Regions from separate parts of the Zea mays genome. Here region 1 is linked to region 2. Evidence: chromatin contacts called from public Hi-C data. All regions are on one chromosome and are shown on one strand. The core of a region is the stretch at or near the end of the contact, and the rest is flanking DNA. Distances in the headings are between cores, read along the strand shown. Region 1 holds the start of LOC100277448. Region 2 holds the start of LOC100277463.

Region 1 (3,418 bases), core at 283-2,782, 160 kb after region 2:
TGAAGAAACTGATAGTACAGCTTGTTTGGTATTCTAAATATTATTATTTTACTATACAAAATTTGTTAAACCTGACATGCTTTGATTCTTCAAGAAAATTGAAATGGCTTGTAATATAGAGTGGTTGGAACGGAGTGAGCTGGTACATGTAACCTGCGCGTACACTCAGGGCTGAGATTAAATGTCTTTTCTATCATTATCGTTATCATTACAATATAGAGATAACCTAGCTGACTCATGCATGGCAGACGAGGTGAAACCGATATAGAAGAATGATTGAACTAGTATAAATTAAGTATGAACTTAACAACAAAAACCCACAGCATTTAGTAGCCTTCCTGTGTTGAACTTTTATATATATGGTTGATGTTATGGTTGGCTTGTGTGAATCGGACGTCGGATCGATGAACTTTGTGATGAACATGCTCCATGTGATTGCTAGCGGTGAATAGAATCAGATTTTACAGACAGAACCGAATACAATTTGAACCAGTTGGGTTCTGTTGTTTACTATGGAGGACTAGTACCATCCTGTGGATTGGCCAGCATATGCATGTATAGTAGAGACGACGTACTAGCTCTCATTACATTTATTCAACAAATCAAACTAAAGACTCACGAGTCGCGCGTGCAGCATAAATTAATATATATATAGTCGATGTTGTATGTGTCATCTGCACCTCTCTATGCTGATGTCCAGACAACTATAGCGCTGCTGTAGATTGTTCATCCCCATGCATCCTTTCTCTTCTTTGTCTAGTTCCCCCCGCCGGATAAGCGAATCAACTTTTGGCGCGCCTTTTCCTTCAGCTCATCCTTTTGGTGCTGAAACGCCTCTATGATGAATTCCACTGGAGAGGGGACATGCGGCGTAGGATTCTTGCTCCACTGCGCCCCCGGAAATTGATGATGATGGCTAGGCATGGAGTTGGAGATGCCAGGGATGAAATGCGCCGGCCCTTCCTCGTTTTTATGCCGAGCTTGCGCAGGGAGACCTCTAGCAGCGTGCACATGCCGCACAGGTGGGTGTGGATCTTCCTGGGCTTTGGCGACGCTCCAGCCTGGGAACTCCTGTTCGGCCGGAACGCCATTTCCTCCTCTTCCAGCCATGGTCCGGCGAAAACCTGCTTCATTATTACAGCAGGCCACTTATATGAGTATGAGTTGAACTAGAGATGACATCTCTTAATCTGCAGAAACTAAATAGGCACTATCTAATAACAAGAAGAGAAAAAAATATAATTGTCTGATCTTGTATATCACTACCGGACACAGTTGTTTTGCCGACTGTCGAGTGCTTCAGTTACTCGACAAAACCCAGAAAACAATCGGTAAACCTTCTGACGCTCGGCAAAGAGATTGTTTTGATCTTCTTGCAAATTAAACACCCCGCATGCATAATGAATCACAAAGTTTACAGATCCAAGTTTTGTCTAGTTACCTGCAGCTTCTTTCAGAAGAGGGAGACGTGTGCTGCTTAGCACGAATTAAACCAGTCGATTGACGATGGTACTCTGCTCTCAACCTTAGGATGGTACGTGCTTAGCTTGGTGGTATTATATAGCTTCGAGTGAAGCGAGAACGAAGAAGCCTCCGTTTGGTCGTACTCTCTCTCTCTATTGGTTGTAGACCAAGTCTCAAGTCAATGCAAGGAGGGGGTCGGGATCCGACAGGGCAGTACGCGTTTTTTTATATTTATACGAACTTCTCAAGATTTGTTTGAAAGTTTCCACGGAGTAGTTATAGCAAACTATTTAAAAAACCTTTTTCTAAATTAAACCAATGACCTTATGGTAGCGTGATGTTTGCTTTGTGTTGTTTCGTGTTGCGAGGGAGTAAAGTTTTTAAATGTGTTCGTAATTAATTTTTATTCATCTCTCTTGGAACTTGTCTAAAATCTTCTTCCTACGCTCTAAATTGTTTCTTGTGTTCATTGTGCATCAACCTTATCTCTAAAATCTTACCAGTTGTTTTTTTTCAGTACCTTATTTCTTTTATGGGAAATTTGGATCCATACCATTAAAAGATCACCACTTTGGATCCATACCATTACTATCTCACTTACATGTGGGTCCACATGAGTCAATGACATGTGGGGTCCATGGTATATATCTAAAGTTTGGATCTTTTAATGGTATAGATCCAATTGTTCCTTCTTTTATCTGTGAGCGTATACTAATGTTTGAGATAGACTCAAATGATTTTTCTTGAACTCCAAATATTATATTTGAGTTTCTCATCTCCCAAAATTTCTCTAGAAAGTTTTAGATTTTTTTTTTGAGATTCTTGAGCATTTTTCGTTGCCTTATGCTAAATCTGGAATTATTTTAATGTTCAATTTCGGAAATTCCGAAAATTGAATAACATTTATCCTAATCTAACTCGACCAAAACCCTTCATATATCTATACTACTTTTTAAGACAGTAGTGTAGACGTACACATCCATGTGGTGCACGGTTCTGCCCTCTCTCCCCTCCGCGATCCTCTCCAGTCCCAAGCGCGCAGATCCCGTGTCAGCGCCGCGATTGTCCCTCCTCCCCGACGCCGCGATGGCCGCGCCCCCTCCCCCTCCCCCGGCGTGATGCCCGCAGCCCCTCCCCCCGGTGCCATGGTGCCCTCGCCTCCACCCCCGAGCGGTCCGGCGTCGTTGTGTTCCCTTCTTCCCTGTCGCCTTTCCCTCCCTGCTCTGCATTCCTTCCCCAACCCACGCTCACCTGGCCCCATAGCCCCACGCCGACATACCCTCGCCCTCGCCTCCCCGTACCCCGCCCCACACGCCACCACCATCGGTCGGGAAGCAAGCTCAAACCCTAACCGCCGGCGATGCCAGCACGATGGCCCGCCATGACCACGCCATCACCTGGTGTGCTATGCCCCCGCCTCGCGATCCTCATCCCCGCGGAAATCACGTCCGCGAGATGCCCGCGCCACGGCCGCCACACCCCGTCCAGAAACCTCGCTGTTCCCCCCACGTTCCATCCTCGGCGTCCCTCGCCTTGGCCGCCCCCGGCCTCGGCGCCGTCCCGCCGCGCCCCTCACTCACCTCGCATGTCCCTCCTGTCGTCGCCCTCGACAGGCAAGCCCATCCACCAACGCTGAGGCACTAACTTGTCCCTCGCCGATGAGGCATCCGCGCCGCGCGAGCCTCTGGCCCGGCACCGGTGCGGCGTCACTGGAGGCCGAGGGCGGCACGAGACGGGCGTCGCCGTCGGTGGTGCTGCAAACATCTCTTATTGTCCTCAGGCACAACAAGGTCAGCTGCACAGCTGGTGATGCCAACGTAGATCATCCCATTAGATTCGGTATGCCTGCCACTGCATACTCGGAGCTGCTCGACAGGAGAGCCATCAGTGGCGCTGCAAACATCTCCTATCGTCCTCGGGCACATCAAGGTTAGTCGATGATGCCAACACAGAC
Region 2 (3,392 bases), core at 687-3,186:
TGACCTCAATTTTCATGGTTCCAAACCTCTTACTCTAGTGATATTCAAATGTCATTGATTTGACCCTAAAGTGACGAGACGGACAAATTCTAATGTTGGGCTAGTAGAAATTCGTAAAGATTCTATCTTACTAGGAGACGATGTCTATATCATGCCCAACTGGCCACACAAGTATATTATCTCCCATATGTGTGCCAAACGAAAGAACATCTTATGGGTTGGGATGTTGTGTACAAGGTATCACCGCACGGTAAATTACGTGTTCCAAACGATGAAGATTGTTAGTTAGACCCAAACACATATGTTGGAGAATTATTTTAAGAATATGGCTAGAAGTGCGATTTGAAATAGACTTAACCGAAGCGATTGAAATGGAAGTAGATATTGAACTGGTTGTTGACGAGGAGGATGATGAGGTGCAAAATGAGAATGACATAGACATGCTTTAAGGATTACATTTAGACAATGACAATGACGAACTTGCGCCTTCAGATTGTGTTGACTATGAAATGGTTGATAGTGATGATGGGACTTATGATCTGATTAATTTCGACCATGAAGATTATTTTTAATCGATGTAATGCTATATTTTATTTATTTCATATATGTTTCTAAATACGTATTTTTTTATATGTGCTTATTTGCTTACTCTTAATTACAAGTGATTGGACAAAGATGGTGGACAGTGGGATGAGGACGAGGAGGGGGAGGGTTATCTTTGTAAAAAGCTTATGTCCGTGAGTATTGGTAATACTCATGTTTGTGAAACTTGGTCTGAACTTAGACATGTTTGTGAAAAACTTGTGAGATTTGTGGTCTCTATGATGTATATGATGATTTTGTGAACTCTGCGATGTATATGTAATGATTATGTGATATATGTTTTGTTTGTTTGGGTCGAATAATAAAAACAAATAAAAAGGGGATTTCTGGTAACTTTGTCGAGTGTTACACTCGACAAAGAGCGACTTTGTCTAGTGCAATGACCACAACACTCGACAAAGAGAGCACACCTAGGAACCGGTAAAATCTCTTTGTCCAGTTCTGTAGTCCTGACACTCAACAAAAGAAGCTCCCTTTGTCGAGTGCCAGCCAGCGCACTCAGCAAAGAGACGGGCAAAGGGGCCCACTGGTGCTCTCTTTGCCGAATGCTAGTTTGTCACTCTTGGCACATAGGCTGTTGTAGGGGTCTACTGGAGCTTTCTTTGCCGAGTGCTAGATTAGCAGGCACTCAGCAAAGGCTCCCTCTTTACCGAGTGTTAGTGAGTGCACTCAACAAAGTCTCCGTCGTCGTCACTTGTCGCTGTCACGACGACTTTTCTTTGTCGAGCTCCAGATGGTTTGTCGAGTGCCCGACATAATGCACTCGATAAATAAACCGTTGTTGATGTACAGTTCATCGAGTCCTCTTTGACGAGAGGTACACTCGGCAAAGAGTTCGCTGAATGTTTTCGGAGCTTTGCCAAAGTAGTTTGTTCCGGTAGTGTAACTGATCGATATTTTTTGTAGTATTTTACTTATGTTTTTAGTTCTCAAAATAAGAAATATATTTTCCCATATTACCTCCTAGAATAGAAGTTAATATGTGATCATCACTATCTGGATCAACAGTTCACAGTTATTTGGATGTACCGTACCGTACGTATCAAAAACCTTGGTCGACAAGATTAGCACTTAAAACAAATTTAAAGTGGCCTATAATTTAAAATGAAGAAAGCATTTGTCATAGAATTGATTTATATTAGTTGTTAATTTGCCGTCGTCTCTTGTGGTCATTATTTAGCTGATAATCTTGTGGTCTCTTGCCGTCTCGAAACTAGAAAGCGGCTGTATAGTAAATGAACTATTCATCGCCATATATTGCACAGTACAAACGAAACAACAGCGTTAATTGCAACAATATATATAAAATAGAGCTCCGATAAATAGCTCCAGCACCTCGCAACCCCCACCCTCTTATTGCGCCTCACTTGGCCTGCGCGGCTGCTGTACCAAACCAACCCAAGCCACCCAATAAACCAACCAACGACGTAGCTGTTGAGCAGTACGTTGAGCTAGCTCTAGCTATAGGTACAGTACAGTCACGGAGTCTCGGCTCGGCCATGGGCAACTGCGTCCAGATCAGCAGCGGCGGCGTCGGCGTCGGCGGCAGTAGAAGCTGCGCGGCCGCCGTAGAAGCAGGGTGCCAGCAGCCGCAACGGAGGAGAAGCACTGCCGGCGGTGATGAGGAGGAGGCAATAATTGATCAAGCGATGACACCGTCGTCAATCTTGAAGGTGAAGATGGTGCTGACCAAGGGCGAGCTGGGGTGGCTCGTGGCGCAGCTCAAGGCCGGCGACCGCCGCCTCGCGGACGTGCTCCGGGAGATGGCGCGCAAGCGTGAGGGCCGGGCGGCTGCCGACGGGTGGCGGCCCAGCCTTGAGAGCATCGTCGAGTGCCCTGCCGAGACGGCGCCGGCGCCGGACGCCACCTCCGATAATAGTGATTAGCTAGCTATAGGAGTACTTGTAGAGGATCTGGAACTCGTAGATGTGTTGCCCGTTGGGCGTTTCGATTTTTTTTTTCCTCCCTCTCTCCCTCTCTTGTTGCTTAAAATTATTTCTACTTTTAACTTGCTGATCCGGTCCCAGTTAAATGAAGGTCGTTTCTTCTGCCATCCTTACTTTTAAAGTTTTAAGTTAAAACGATTACCCCGTACTCACCTTTGTTTAGGCTTTGACGCATAGGATTACTTCACACACAGTTCAACTGCCTCTCGACTAGTAGCGTCGGTGACAGACTGACAGTACAGCACTGTCCATCAGCCATACGTATGCATGGCGTCATCTATAAAAGACATTCACTGGAAAATATAAAGCGATCAAGTTGCTGAATTCATGTGTCTATCTGAATTTAGGCTTCTTCTCAGGCTATGGCTGTTCCATGTAGAAATTATAGCGTTAATTTATTGTAATTTCTATAGACAAAATCTGTAATTTTGGATCAAGGAAAAAAACTCGACAGACAAAGCCACATATCCGAAAAAATTAATATAAGTGGACACAAAGATGGTATATAATTTACGATTTCTTTAAAGTAAGATAAGAACAAAAAATAATACATTGTACGTAAAAACAATTGATATATTATAAATAAATCACAAGAGAATCAATACAATACGGTTATTCCATACATCCTGCAAATCGCCTGATATAACTTAAATTTCTCGAACACCTTAAGTTTGTTTAGGTAGAGTGAATTATAAGGGTCCCTTTGGTAGAGTTTAAGAATAGCTTTGGCTCTGGCTTCTTGATGCGAGCAGCTTTGTTGAGAAAGTCAAATCCATTATAAAAATTTATTTGTTAACCTGGCTTTTCTGTTGTTTTTGCGAATTAAATCTTGTAGCTTTATCT

The links. A called contact is a pair of places that touch in the nucleus more often than the background predicts.
Region 1: a contact with region 2 is called in a Hi-C map of leaf, with 1.9 times the contacts expected there. The contact joins the promoter of LOC100277448 here to the promoter of LOC100277463 in region 2. A contact is called at or near these places in 3 of 25 Hi-C or Micro-C datasets (bundle sheath and leaf).

Annotation. Positions count from the first base shown.
Region 1 is chr4:234,129,503-234,132,920 of Zm-B73-REFERENCE-NAM-5.0, forward strand. It overlaps LOC100277448, which reads right to left and starts at 1,533. Exons shown (of 2, transcript NM_001151008.2): 1 at 1,442-1,533; 2 at 415-1,124. The coding sequence starts at 1,110. The coding sequence ends at 757.
Region 2 is chr4:233,972,750-233,976,141 of Zm-B73-REFERENCE-NAM-5.0, forward strand. LOC100277463 reads left to right here and starts at 1,937. Exons shown (of 1, transcript NM_001151014.2): 1 at 1,937-2,656. The coding sequence starts at 2,103. The coding sequence ends at 2,489.